Regions from separate parts of the Mus musculus genome. Here all the other regions are linked to region 3. Evidence: chromatin contacts called from public HiChIP or PLAC-seq and promoter capture Hi-C data. All regions are on one chromosome and are shown on one strand. The core of a region is the stretch at or near the end of the contact, and the rest is flanking DNA. Distances in the headings are between cores, read along the strand shown.

Evidence for each region. HiChIP or PLAC-seq counts read pairs in DNA pulled down with a chosen protein or histone mark. Capture Hi-C pulls out chosen DNA fragments and counts their contacts.
Region 1: an HNF4G HiChIP or PLAC-seq map of pancreatic cancer cells shows a contact between it and region 3. The contact joins the enhancer-like site here to the promoter of Ddhd2 in region 3. A contact is called at or near these places in 4 of 39 promoter capture datasets (cranial neural crest, hematopoietic stem and progenitor cells, liver and 1 more), 4 of 115 datasets of contacts at active chromatin or transcription factors (Th17 cells, embryonic stem cells and pancreatic cancer cells) and 2 of 9 other capture datasets (adipose tissue and liver).
Region 2: a contact with region 3 is called in a promoter capture Hi-C map of liver. The contact joins the promoter of Pomk here to the promoter of Ddhd2 in region 3. A contact is called at or near these places in 24 of 39 promoter capture datasets (the 3T3-L1 cell line, 3T3-L1-derived adipocytes, the C10 cell line and 18 more), 3 of 15 datasets of contacts at CTCF or cohesin (embryonic stem cells, large pre-B cells and pro-B cells), 19 of 484 Hi-C or Micro-C datasets (the G1E-ER4 cell line, the N1E-115 cell line, Th1 cells and 14 more), 21 of 115 datasets of contacts at active chromatin or transcription factors (the 230-238 cell line, bone marrow-derived macrophages, craniofacial prominence and 12 more) and 4 of 9 other capture datasets (adipose tissue, embryonic stem cells, liver and 1 more).

Annotation. Positions count from the first base shown.
Region 1 is chr8:25,620,198-25,624,780 of GRCm38.p6, reverse strand. It overlaps a transcript of Nsd3 not described here. Among named protein-coding and RNA genes, the nearest start is that of Gm24992, 9.5 kb to the left of the region's middle. Within about 2 kb of position 3,095, at least 86 of the 459 cell types and tissues checked have an H3K27ac peak or open chromatin away from gene starts, as enhancers often do. A contact at or near this core is called in Th17 cells, hematopoietic stem and progenitor cells, liver and 1 more, where this site is marked.
Region 2 is chr8:25,992,074-25,996,991 of GRCm38.p6, reverse strand. Pomk (protein-O-mannose kinase) reads left to right here and starts at 2,871. Exons shown (of 5, transcript NM_029037.4): 1 at 2,871-2,905. It overlaps Gm31402 (a long non-coding RNA gene), which reads right to left and starts at 3,698. Exons shown (of 2, transcript XR_378826.3): 1 at 3,429-3,698; 2 at 1-580.
Region 3 is chr8:25,752,088-25,757,005 of GRCm38.p6, reverse strand. Ddhd2 (DDHD domain containing 2) reads left to right here and starts at 2,726. Exons shown (of 18, transcript NM_028102.1): 1 at 2,726-2,820; 2 at 3,833-4,058; 3 at 4,716-4,906. The coding sequence starts at 3,839. Gm17484 (predicted gene, 17484) reads right to left here and starts at 2,526. Exons shown (of 2, transcript NR_154462.1): 1 at 2,287-2,526.

The DNA.
Region 1 (4,583 bases), core at 1,846-4,345, 130 kb after region 3:
GAGGGAAGAAGGGGAGAATGAACGAGTGCCTATCATTTTGGTTGAGGCTAAATGAAAATTAAAGGCTTTGACTTATAGGAAACTTTCCCTGAATGGCTTTCTAGCAATCATTGTAATAAAACAGTATTATCCCACAAAGGCACTACAGCCTTTTCCTAAGAGAACTAACATTCTGTATTAGTAGCCTTATCTGTGGATCTTCACTAAAGGTACTTTCCAAGGTAGCCTTTCAAAAAAAAACAAAAAAACCAACTAAGCTGATGACTAATTTCTGAGTTTAAGTGCAAAACCTACTGGCTTAAAAAAATAAATAACTGGGGCTGGAGAGATGGCTCAGTGGGTTAAGAGCACTGACTGCTCTTCTGGAAGGTTCTGAGTTCAAATCCCAGCAACCACATGGTGGCTCACAACCACCCATAATGAGATGCCCTTTTCTGGCACGTCTGAAGACAGCTACAGTGTACTTATATGTAATAAATAAATCTTTGGGCCGGACAGAGCAGGAACTGAGAAAGCAGGGCCGACCGAAGTGAGCGGAAGTCCTAAAAATTCAATTCCCAACAACCACATGAAGGCTCACAACCATCTGTACAGCTACAGTGTACTCATATACAGAAAATAAATAAATAAATCTTCAAAAAATAAACAATTAAAAATTAACAAAAATAAGAGCTGGGTTGGAAAGATGGCTCAGACAATAACGGTGTCCTCTGCCGAGCCTGACCTGAGTTCCATCCAGGTTGGGGGAGAGGAGAGAACGAATTCCTGTAAGTTATTCACTTCACATTTTCATGTGACTTTACTCACTTTTCAAAGATGTAAATCATGTCTAGTTAGTGAAGTTCCAACTAACTAGGATTTCCTGATCCTAGCACAAGCTCTCCCCCTAGCTCAGTCTCAGATAGCTGGACTACCACAGCACTAGGCCTCAGACTTTGAGAGAGGTTTTTTTTTTTAAGTTTTTATTTTACGTGTAATAATTGGAGCCTCCTGACTGATGCTCTAGATATAGAAATGATGGTTGTACAGCCTGTAAATATACTAAAAGTCACCCCACTGTACACTTTGAAAGAGAAGTTTTAGCCAGGTATGACAGTGCATGCTTTAGAAGATGATGTCTGTTCTGTGAGAGACTGGAGAGGCAGATAAGAAGACTTCTGTGAGTTCAAAGCCAGCCTGGTCTACATAACGAGTTCCAGGCTAACTACAGCTATATAGTGAGACCCTGTCTAAAATAAAAATTAATTAAAAATTTAAAAGCATGAGTTTTAATAAGCATGAATTATGTCTCAAAAAACCTCCCACAACTAGACACATTTTTCTTTTAAAAAATTAAGTATGTATATTTCACAATAAAATTTATATTATCCATCCAAAGAATTGCTGGTTTCAATGTACATGGTAAATGTGCTGAAAACAAAATCTCTTACATTTATCGTTGAGGTCCAGTAATTAAAAGGTGAAGTAGCAGAAAGGGCTAGAACAAAACGATATCTGAACACAGTCACAGAGTCTGCCTGTGTACAAGTAACAGGACTGAGGCAGCATAGCAGAGCAAGGGACAGCCAGGTAAGAAAGATGTGGAAACAACTGTTCACCATGTAGATGAAGACAGGCAGCACTGAACTGGCCATAGTGGCACACAGTTAATTCCAGCACTCAGGGGGCAGAGGCAGGAGGATAGCTGTGAGTTTGAGGCCAGCCTTGTCTACACAAGAAGCTCTAGGATGGCCAAGGCTACACAGAGAGGCCCTATCTCAATGAATGAATGAATGAATGAATGAATGAATAAATGGTGACATCTCATCATACAGATAAATGATACACCATGTAGACTACAGAGCTATTATAAAAGGTAAAACAAAGGCTGAAGAGGTGGCTAGGTGATAAGAGCATGTGATGTGAAAGACCCAGGTTTGATTCCCATCACCCACATGGTGGCTCACTACTTTCTTGGACACCCAACACTCATGTGGTACCTAGATGCACAAGCAGGCAAAATACACATAAAATAATAAAATAAAATTTAAAATCTTGTAAAAGGTAAAACAAGAATATTTAGGAAGAGCAAAAGATTCCCTCTTTCTGATTTTCATTGTCTCTTTGTTTTGTTGGATAGGGTCTCACTATGTGGCCTGACTGGCTTGAACTCTCTATGTAGACCAAGCTGGTCTTGAACCCATAAACATCCACCTCCCTCTGCCTCCTGAGCTTGAATACTAACAGACTGCTTTTCATTCTCTAGGCATTAGTAAGAACCTCTGTTGGGAGCTGGAGATAGATGGCTCAATGGTTAAAAGCACACACTGCTTTTCCAGAGGACCTGAGTTCAATTCCCAGCAACCACATGGTGGCTCACAATCGTGTGTGATGGGATCCAGTGCCTTCTTCTGGTGCGTCTGGAGACAGCTACATATGATCACAGCACTTTCTGGAGGCTGAGGATCAAGGTCAAAGGAACATGGTGGTCTACACAGATAGTTCAGGCCAGCCAGCATTACATAGTAAGATACTGTCTCAAAGAAACAAAACCCAAAGACAATGTAAGACAAATAAGTACTTGAGTCAGTCTGAGTTTTCACTAGAGTGTGACAGTGAGGGCCACAGGTGAGAAGATAAGCTGCAGTCAACGCAGGCTGTGCCTCCTGCTCGCTCTCCCAAGTCTGTCCACTGCCTCCCACTCACTCACTGCTTATGCTGGAAGAGTCCTTACCTTAACCAGAACATGTTTCCTAACTCATGGTGCTATTTCCAGCATTATCCATCTCTGACCATGCTTTACAGCATAAACAGTAAGCAAAAAGACATGTGTGGCTTGACTAAGAAATGTTCCCCCAAGGCTCTTGTATTTCAACACTGGCCCCCAGTTGGTGGCATCAGAGGAGGGTACAGTAGCACCTCAGGGTAGAGAGCACTGCTAGAGAGAGGGCTCTGAGGATTAAAGCCTCGCCGCACTTCCTGCTTGCTCTCTCTGTTTCCTGTCTGGGATATGTCATCAACCAGCTTCCCAGTTTTCTCTCCATGCTTCCCCAACCATCAGGGACAGCTTGCCCTCTGGAACTAAGCCAAAATAAACACCTCCATAAGTTACCTTTGGTCATAGTATTTTACCACACGGGGAAAAATGTAACTTAGGCGGGAAAGATGTGGCTCAGAGGTTAAGAGCATTTGTCGCTCTTGCAAAGGCCTATAGTTGGGCTCCCAGTATCCACATGGTAGCTTACAACCATAGCTCCTGTTTCAAGGGATCAAATACCCTCTTCTGGCCTCTGTGCATACAAGGCATACATACTGCACACATACATACATGCAGGCAAAATACACATATCTCAATAAACAAACAAACAGAGCAGGATTTAACCTTAATAAGCCTTTGTATGCCTCAGAACAAATCAAAAAAGCTGAAGCCCCTGATACTGTGGCACCAGCCTATGTAGTCAGAGACCTGCAGGGTCCCATTTGCCCTCCACCATGTTACCTTTTCTCTCTCAGCCACCACTCAGTCTTATGATTCCATTCAGGTGTTAATACACTCCAAGTGGCCTTAAAATGCCATATCACATGTGCTCTAAGCCAGGTCAAGTCCTCCTCCACTAACAGAGCATTCTACATTTACATTCCATCACAACACTAAATAGTATAGGAAAGAGGTGTGTGTGTGTCTATGTTTTTGTGTGTAAAGTAAGCATGATCTCAAATATCTACACAAGAAAGAACACTAGAATACTTGACTCCATAATTCTGAGCACCCACTGCTGTCAATTACCCTTTCTAGTCTGAGAAGGTCCAGGGAAGACTCATGCCAGCTCCACCTTCCTTCCCATTCTGTTACTACTGTAACGGGAAAGAAACCAAATGTTACAACCCAGCAACCCCTCCCAGCCCCAATCTATTCAGATTTCTCTAATAGCGCAAGTGTTTACTATTAGACACTGAGCTAAGTCTAACAGTAGAGAGGTGAAGACTCAGACAAGGTCCCATAATCCTAGAGCCTACACTATTCGGGAGAAGTCAATACAGGGAACACTGGGGGCAGAGCTCCCAGAGCAGTCCTGATGAGAGCAGCGCTTCCTGTGGAGTGCCTGCATTATGTCAAGTCCTGAGCACTAGAGATAAAAGATAAACAAGACAGACTCAGTCCCTCCTGGCAGTAAATATCCAGGCTAAGACAGTGAAATGTGGGATATCACACACGTCCAGGCTGAGAAGAGCCAAACGGTTCTCTGAAAGCTGACAGTAGATAGCACTTCAAAAAACTTCAATGAAGAATTTTCAGAGCTCCTCAGTATTATAAATACCAAATTGGCTTTTGAAATGTTTTTTCTTGAAATGCTGTGAAATCAAACGAGATGCATTTAATGAAAACGCACCACACAACTGGGGATGGAAGGGTAGGTACCAGAAGCTAAGGGGAGAATGAAGTGTGTTTAGGAACACTGGAGTGAAGATCCACAGCTAACTGCAGCATCTGGCACAGTGCCAATAAATTAATTCTGATAGAAAAACACTAAAGGGACACAGGGCTGGATTAACCATTAAAATATCTTATTACCATTAAGTGTGTTACCGATATGCCACTAGAT
Region 2 (4,918 bases), core at 1,622-4,121, 240 kb before region 3:
CGAGAATCCTTTCTGAAGGTGAAGCCATTGGTAGGTTTCCTATGCTCAGATGGCCTCTCTAGGTGTGTACACACCTGTACGTGCATGTGCACACTCATACCCGCTGGCTGTTTCTGATACTAGAACAAGGGACTTGTGTGCGGAAAAACAAAGGCAGGACTGCTGTGAAGCAGCTGAGGACTCACACAGAATCTCTACAGAATCCTGCTGGCCCTGAAGGTTCCATATAGGGGCAGCCCCAGTAGGAGCAGCACCAAGGGGAGGGCGGGGAGACATGGAGGTGGGAAGGGGACATGTTGGGAAGAGAGTGTAGAAGGGAAATGGGGGAGGATTTGACCTTAATTCATTCCCTAAGAATAAGAAAAAAATAATAATTTTAAAAACACACACAGACAAGAATCTGCCTACGTCCACAATCGTGCTATAGCAATGAAGCAGGTTGGGCCTGGGGAGGGAGGCAGGGCGAGCTGGTTTGGGCTTCCTCAGAGTCCATTTCCACTGGGTAGAAAGGAAGGCTTTACTGTGTTCTGGTCCTGCAGTTTTTGGTTGGCAGTCACATATGCTACTGTGGTGCAGGTGGCTGGGAATAAATAAGGAAAAGGCAGAAGTGAGAACAGGGATAGAACAACACAGAAATGAGGGTTTCCTCTACTTCCTGACTTAGGAGTCTTCTTTGCTGCTCCGTGGTTAACTAGAGGACTTCCAGGTTTTAGCCGTACTGAATTTAGGTCAGGGGAGAACAGAGCAGACATCCCCTGACCAGATCCATGCTGCTCCAAATGCCAGTCTTCCTTGACCACACAAATAGCTCTACCCTTAATTTTGCTTGGATTTTGAAGCTGTGCTTTATGGAAGTTTCCCATCTTTCTCGGAAGTCCCCTCCCCATCTTTTGTTGAAATCACTGTTTTATTGGCTTCCGGGGTGTGAGGATAGCATGGGCTCCTGGAGTCGATCCAGGTGCCACAACATTAAAAACATTTTTAAAGCATGGGATTGTTTCCCACCCTTAGCCATTGTCTTAGTTAACTTTCACCTTGTAATCAAATTCTCTGACAAAAGCAACTTGTTACTTTGTTTCATTATGCCAAGGGCACACAGGCTATCATTTCAAGACGGATACAGCAGCAGACAGTGAGTGATTTGATGGCTGCCCCATGGGAGATTGGCACTCAGACCCAGGAAACAGAGCGTGAACAGGAAGTAAGGCCTGTTAAGGAATCGCATCCTCTAACAGGGCTCCACTTCCAAAGCAGCCTGCCCCGCAGAGGACCACGTGGACCTATGCGGGATGCTTAGCATCAAAAGCACTACATCCATGTGCCATGAATAGCTCTTCATGTCAGGATGCATCATCACAGCATCACCTAATGTCACGTTTATTTGGTGTGTGTGTGTCCATGCGTGTGCATTTGGAGATCTAAGGATGACATGGTGAGAATCCTTCTCCCCTCCCCTAGGAGGGGTCCTAGGAAACTGAACTTAGATGGTCAGGCTTGGTGGCAAGCACGCTGACCTGCTGGCCATCTCTGTGGCCCCCTGCAGCATCATCACTTATTATAGCAAACTCTATATAACACACCTCCTGATTTTAGTCCTTTTGTAACAGGTTGCTTTGGAATTTATTTTATGTGGCTGGGTGTTCTGCGTGCTTATATGTCTGAGCACCACGTGTGTGCAGTGCCCTCAGAGGGCAGAAGCGGAGGAGGTCTAATCCTCTAGAACTCAGTTACAGGTGGTTGTGAGCTGCCAAGTGGATGCCAGGAACCCAGGTTCTCTGGAAGAGCAACCAATGCTCTTACCTACTGAGGGGGTCTCTCCAGCCCGTATCTGAGTCATTTTTAAGTGTTTATTTCAGTGGCATCCAATATATTCACATTATTTTACAACCATTACCTCCATCATCACCAGAAGTTTTAAAGCTTCACAAACTGAAACTATTCATTAAACAGTGTTCTTAATGGTGTTTTTTATATAATGCCTATAATTTATTTCTGAAATACTTGCTGTTATACATCCAGGTATATTTTCTACTATAAATAGCCCTGGTGCTGGAGAGATGGCCCCACAGAACCTGAGTTTAGTTCATATAGCATTGGTATCTGGGGGACCACAATTACCAGCAAGTCTATCTATCACTCCTGGCCTTTGAGTTCTCTGGCACACCACACACAAACGCATTTGTCAGTCTGAGAAGCAAAAGTTGCTTACAGGGATTCTTTGAAGGGAGTTTTGTCGGTTCCTCTAGTGCTTCCTAGATCAAGATTCTGGGTTCTTTAGCATGCTTAGAGTTTGGATAATAAACATAGATGGTTTTTGTTTTTACCCACACACTGTATGTTTTGATTTCAAATCTGGAAAATAAATCAGTTTAGAAGTAGATGATATGTCTGATTTTCCATTTCCCAACCTTACCCCTCCCATTTCACTTCCAGTACTAATACTAGTGTAGCACGCTGAGACCTTCCAGCCTTCGCATGACTTGAGGTTTGGCCCTGAAATCTGTGACGCGCAGCTTGGCGTCTCAGGCCAAAGCTCCAAAGTCACATAGTTTTCAAAGCCAGAGGCATTATCAGTGCACTGAGCCTCACTCTGCGATTTGCTCGTGTTGCTTTTCTGAGGATCACTCTTTGGCAGCCACCGCTTTGCAGAGAGTGTAGAGCTGTAGATCAGGAAGCAGCCCCTCTGAGGTCCCCAGTCCCAGGCTCAACCTTGCTGTTGCAGCCTGGCCTTCACCAGTTTGGCTAGAGGAAATGAGGACCAGGGTATGGATGACCGCGCCTACGCTGGCGCGGGCGTCCACTGTAAGGCAAGAGGCGGCCACCAGGAGGCAGCCTCACGCTCGTCTCCGACCGCTTCCGGCCGCGCAGGCGTCCTGGAATGCGAGCCGGATTTGGTGGTCGCCAGGTAGGCTCCGGGGCGTAGTGAAGCGGGACAGGGTTCTGTGGGGCCTTTCCAAGCCTGACCCTCCTGAGCCCCCGGACCCAATCCCAAAGTGGATCCTCTCATGGGGATCATGAAAACTAAACCGGGTACTGGTGCTGGCTCCTCCCGTGCTTACCGCGCACCCCTCCTCCGGGTGCACCATGCATTCCCTTTGGATGCTCACCACGCAACCCCTCTCCCGGTATCCATGGTATCCCAGTACCATGCACCGGGAGCTGCTATTGAACCATGTGAGCGGAGGCTGTCCGCCATGCTCTCGCTTTCTCTCCCCCTCTTTGTTAAAAACCAGTTTTAGACCTTTAGTAAATTTGATGCCCCCCGCCCCCACCTTCGCCTGTCCAAACTAAATAACATCCAGACTGTTTAAATAGTTATCGGGAAATGAAATTTAGTCTGAATTGGGTGACACCAGCTCCTTCTCGAATTGTGTAAAATATTCTGCATATTGGCAATTCATTTAGTTGACTTATTTCCCTTGACTAACCTAAGCAGTCGACATACAGCAGCTGGTCCTTTTTCACCGTTATCAAATAGCCTTGGTGTTTAAACAGTGCCGGAAGTTCCCGCTCTGCCGACCACACATACTCACTTCTTTAAGCTCTGGGCTGCCTGGGCGGTCCACAAGAAACAGGTGTGTTAATCGATTGCCAAGCAAAGAGGGTTCCGCATAGATCTGATAGTATGGATTCTAAGGCTGGAGAGATGGCTAGTGGCTAACAGCACTCGTTGCAGAGGACCTGGGTTCAATTCCCTAATAGCTCCCCACTGTCCATAATTTCCGTTTCAGGGAATCCAGCACTGTATTCTGACCTCCCTCGGCACCAGGCACACATAGCACATATTGTACAGTGTGCATGCAAGCGAACACTCCTGTGTATAAAATAAGTAGATTGAAAAATATGAATTCTGGGTTCCTGCAGCATTTTGTCAGTGTTGCTGGCCTTTCTTGCTATGGTCAGCTTTTAAAGGGGAAGGATTTTCTTGGGCTCAGCCGTGGGATTCTTTGCTTATGGCCTGTGGTCATTATGCTCGTCGTGGCGGGAGAGAGCGGTGGAAGAGAAAATTGAAGAGGGGAAGACCATGATGGGAGAGGTCATCTTACTTCCTGGCATCCTGGAAGCACAGAGACACAGGCTGAGGGCCCAGTGTCTCCTTCTAGGTCACGTGTTACTGACAGAAGCTTCCTTGTAGCAGACTCTGCCTCCTCGAGGTTCTGCTGCTGTCTGGTAGTGCCAACAGCTGGAGACCAAGTCTTTAATGAATGGGCCTTTGGAGGATGCTCACCCAGACCATAGGGGACTGAACATGCATATATGGTACTGGAGTATGAGTAGTGGGTGAGAATTTTTTTTTTTTTTTTAAGATTGTAAGTACACTGTAGCTGTTTCAGACACACCAGAAGAGGGAGTCAGATCTCATTACAGATGGTTGTGAGCCACCATGTGGTTACTGGGATTTGAACTCAGGACCTTCGGAAGAGCAATCAGTGCTCTTAACCGCTGAGCCACCTCTCCAGCCCCCAATAAAGACAGTTTCTGTGTGCTGCCACAAATCCCTTGCAAAAACCCTGGAAAGGGGCTGACAATTTTACATTCAAAAGTGTGTGTGCCTATGTGCGTGTTTCACACGTGTGTCATGGTGTACATGTGGAGGTCAGAGTGCAACATGGGTGTGGCTCTTGGCCTCCTGCCTTGTTTGAGACGGTGTCACTTTGTGGTGTCCCGCCATGTGTCTGGCTAGCTGGTCCAGCAGCTTTTCGACTATCCGCCACCAGTGGGATTACAGTACATCTGGCTTCTTTGGGATTCTGGGGTCCTCACTACCCATTGAGCAATCTGCCCAGTCTGCCTTGTGTTGTTTTCTTGGGGAGCATCCTTTCCTTCCTAAAACGGTATGAGCTCTAGGCTGCATGAAGCTTGCATTCACCCAGTGGCCAGGTAAGATGAGGGGGAGGTTAGGTTGAGACTTGACACT
Region 3 (4,918 bases), core at 1,477-3,976:
AACTCTTATTAATGAGAGCTATTATAAATATTTGCCTAAAACTAGCTACTTCCTGGGCCTTTGGATGAACCTAATTTATTCTGTTTGAGGCAGTGTGTTTCTCAAAGTACAGATCCAAACTACTTGCATCTAAATCTCACGGAGCATTTATTTAAAATACAGATGCTAAATACACATACACAGCAGATTCTTCCGTCCTGCCAAAGACCCCCTGAAAAGAGGATTTCGGATACACACCTGCGTATTTGATTACTGTCAATGTATGTAGTGTCTGACTCTTTTATAGCATCCACTAAGATAAAGTTCTCTGTTATCTCCCTTGGTAGGACTATGAACTACTACTATTCATGGTAGATAGTGTGCTAACTACTTTTGTGTTCGAAGTTCAGAGCAGGCACATGGAGTGACCAGAGTTCATAAAGAGGGCCCCTGGATGATGGAGATTTTGGAGCTGCTTCCAAGAGTAACAAAAGCAAAACCACTTTCATGAGGATCACAGTTCAAGGGCCACGGCCATCTTTAGCTACATAATGAGTCTGAGGCCTGCCTGGGATACCTAAGCTACTAGCTCAAAAGACAATGAAAATCGGCTTTACAACTAAAGCAATAACAAAACTCACAAGTCCAAGGTAGATATATTCTAATGATATACTTTGTTTTTTTTTTAAAGATTTATTTATTTATTATATGTAAGTAAACTGTAGCTGTCTTCAGACACTCCAGAAGAGGGAGTCAGATCTCGTTAAGGATGGTTGTGAGCCACCATGTGGTTGCTGGGATTTGAACTCTGGACCTTCAGAAGAGCAGTCGGGTGCTCTTACCCACTGAGCCATCTCACCAGCCCCCTAATGATATATTTTGATGGGTTATGAAAAAAACCGTTATGTTTTCAGATTCCAAACTGCACCCTAAGAAGCCGCATCATTCTGGGGGCTCCGTGTGTAGCGCAGGAGGCTAGCACACCCAAGGCTCTGAAGTTGATCTCTGGCACTGCAGAATAAAAAGTAAGGTCTAAGGCTTGAAGAGCTGACCCGACAGAGCATCTGTTGCTCTTGCATGGGAAGGATTTGGCTCCCAGAACCAGAGTTACCATCACCTGAAACTCCAGTTCCAGGGGATCTGCTGCCTCCTGACCTCCACAGGCACCAGACACACACATTATATACACACATAGTAAAATAAATCTAAAATGTTTTAAAATATCAGTGTTAAGGACACCCTGCTCCTGCCCCCCAAATGGGGGGAGGGTTTCCAGTGTGGCCTAGCGTGACTGCACGCACAATCCCTTGGGACAAGGCATGAGTTTGATTCCCAGGACCCCTACAGTGAAAGGAGAGCTGATACCTGAAAGTTATTCTCTGAATTCTACACATGAAGCAGCACATACATGACACACACACACACACTGCATTGGCTGGTTTTGTGTGTCAACTTGACATAGGCTGGAGTTGTCACAGAGAGAGTAGCCTCCCTTGAGGAAATGCCTCAGTGAGATCCAGCTGTAAGGCATTTTCTCAATTAGTGATCAAGGGGGAAAGGCCCCTTGTGGGTGGGACCATCCCTGGCGGGTAGTCTTGGGTTCTATAAGAGAGCAGGCTGAGCAAGCCAGGTGAGGCAAGCCAGTAAAGAACATCCCACCATGGCCTCTGCATCAGCTCCTGCTTCCTGACCTGCTTGGGTTCCAGTCCTGACTTCCTTTGGTGATGAACAGCAATGTGGAAATGTAAGCTGAATAAACCCTTTCCTCCCCAACTTGCTTTTTCGTCATGATGTTTGTGCAGGAACAGAAACCCTAACACACACACACAGACAAATATATAAATGTAGTAATTTTTAAAGGTCGGAGACCAATATGGGGCTTCATAGCAAGGCCATCACAAAACAACAACAAAAAAAATCACACAAAAAATGGTGTTACATTAACGTGCAGATATTGGTGTGTAGGTGTTGACTTGCAGAGACTATGTGGTTTTTTTAAAAAAAAAAAAAGTCCACGTTTTGTTCCTTCTCAGTTTCTGGGGGAAAAAAAAAATCTCGAAGCCTTGTCTTATAATCAAGTTAGAAACCAGCAAAGCCTCTTGTCTTTCCTTCCCGTGGCACCTGCTAGTCAGGCGCTCCAGCGACAATCCGCATCTCTAGCCCTGCCAGTCTCCAGAGCGCTGGGCTTACGTGAATAGCCACCGCCATCACCCTACATCAACTAGGTCAAAAACAAAAAACAAAAAAGCCAACAAACAAAAACCTCATTTGCTGCCTCTTACAGCATCCGTATTCTGTCAGACTCACCTCTTAGGCTTTAGGGATAACTTTGACAGCCTCTCAATCCAAATAGAGGGAGGGAATGGAGGACAGACAGACAGACAGAGCCTTCAGTCACCCCAGTCCTGCCCACCGGGGTTGCCGGGACCCATGAGGGGTCAGAAGGTCCGATTTTCCTCCTTCAAAGCCTCAGCGCAGGCAAGGCCTCCCGTGCGTGTCCCCCACGCCCCTAGCGCGTGCCCGGCGCGTGCCCGGCGCCCGACGTCTGCCCGCAGGAGGAGCCAGGTCTCGCGCGAGTCCCCCAGTCCTCACCGCACATCTCGCGACACTTCGGAGGATCTTTCTGCGCCTCCGGCTCTCACCGGGAGCGCAGCCTCCGCGGGCGCACTGCTCTCCTCCGCTGGAGCGCTGAGGAGCCCGCGGTGTGGGGATTGGGGCGCGGCCGCAGGCTCCGCCCGTCCGCCCCGCCCGGCTTGGGAGGTAGGCTGCAGCGGCGATGTGGCCCGGGCTCCCTCCGCGAGGGCTGAGAGCGCGAGCGGCGGTGTGGACGAGCGAGTCCAGGTCCGCGCGGGAGCCTGGGCCGGGGCGAGCCGGGGGTGGAGAGGCTCCAGTGTGCACGGTATCCCGGGGCATCCGTGGACGGCTCGGCTGCTCTCCTAGATCCCGAACTCGGAGCCCCGAGCTGGCGGCGGGAGCAGGCCGAGGTCTCGGGAGGATAACGGGGAGGCCCGGGGAGTGTTGGTTCCTGAGCTGTGCGGTCCGACCGTGCCCGGTGCAGCGATGCCGCTCGTCCATCTCCCGTCCTGGGCTTTTGGGTTCTGCTTCTATGTCTGCAGCGCTAGTCCGCCGGGTGCTTTAGTGCTGGGGTCGGTGGGAACTCGCCCGACATCCATCGCCCCGGGGGCAGTTGAGGTCATTTGTCACTTTTCATCCGAAACTCTGGCTCTGCGTCTCGGTGGGTCGATGCGCAGCTATAGCCTGCAGGCAAAGTTTCTGTTTGGGCGTTAAATGTACCAGAGCCCGTATTGAAGCACACTGGGAGGATCAGCCAAAATGGTTCTTAAGCGATTAGTTCTGTTTTCTGTATAGTAAGATTCCAATAGTTATGTAAATGTGTGTGTAATTAGAAATGTACAATAGAGCCTGGGGCCTTAAACCTACCTGTTATTACTGTCTGACACACTAAATGGTTTGTAGTGTGCACACCTGGAGGTAGGAAATTTCCAGCCTTCGCTGGTGCTGCTACTTTTATTGTGAAAATTGTGGTAAAACACCCTGTTGCAATCAGTTTTGACCGTGTGTTTCTTGACATTTCTGGGTTTTCTAAAGAGCTTGTTGTATGATTAGACATTTTTTAGTTTTCTAAGGAGAATTGGAAGCTCAGTATAGAATGATGGAGCTGAACATTTTGTTTCTCTCCCCAAATAATTGTGTGTGTATAAAAATTATGTAGCTTTTAAATATTGCTGTTTTCAAGAACAGCTTCCAAAAATGGTTATTGAGCATATGAACATTACAGTGTTAATAGATGCAAAATAATTCTCCTGATAGTTTTTTTTATTTTGTCTTCTAGAGCGAAATGTCATCGGGGGAATCACACCAGGAGCAGCTGTCTCAGTCAGATCCGTCCCCATCCCCGAACTCTTGTAGTTCCTTCGAACTCATAGACATGGACGCCAGTAGTTCCTATGAACCCGTTTCTCCACATTGGTTTTATTGTAAGGTACTAGATTCCAAGGAGCTCTGGATTCCTTTCAACTCTGAGGATTCACAGCAGCTGGAAGACGCATATGGCTCTGGTAGGAAGAAACTGATGACTCTAATAAAAACTAACAAGTAATATCCTCTACTGTGATAGCCACTAACATGAAATTTCAGAATTACACCATTTTCATCCTTTTAAAACTGTATTAAATTTCTGCATAGTTATCAAGTATTTTTCTCTATTCTAGCTTGTGTTTGACTTTTTAGTCAGAAAGTTTGTGTGTAGAGTCGTCACATTGCAGACTGAGCTAACATGTCGCTTTTGTTCTCATGTAACAAAGTGTTAGTGAGGATATATCATAATTGCTATTAATTTGCCTTTAATCCAAGTAAAAACTTCAGAAAAAATCTATGTATGTATCTGTATGAGACTGTGAGTGTGTGTGTATAAGTGTGTATAAGAGGCATTATTGTCTTAGAAGAGGAAAAATGTTCAGCTAGTATTTGCTTTTTTCATTAAAATATAATTGGTTTGAAATACTAAAAATTACTCATGAAAAAAATATGAGCAAAAAAAAAGAAAAAGGATGAGTGAAAAAAAAAAAAACCTAGGAACCAAATTCTGTTTCTGATGTAGCCAAGTGGAGCCTGTGTACAGCTCCTGTGGCTGTTTTGGACTGTAACTTACAAGTGTATTTGGGAGAGTTGTTGTGACATAGTGGACTTCTTTTCTTTTTTGCAATTCTTGATAGGAAAAGATTGTAATGAGAGGATTGTTCCCACCGATGGGGGCAGATATGATGTTCATTTAGGGGAGCGGATGCGGTATGCTGTGTACTGGGACGAGCTGCCATCGGAAGTGAGACGGTGTACGTGGTTTTACAAGGGAGACAAAGACAATAAGTATGTCCCCTACTCGGAGAGCTTCAGCCAAGTCTTGGAGGTATTCCTCTGC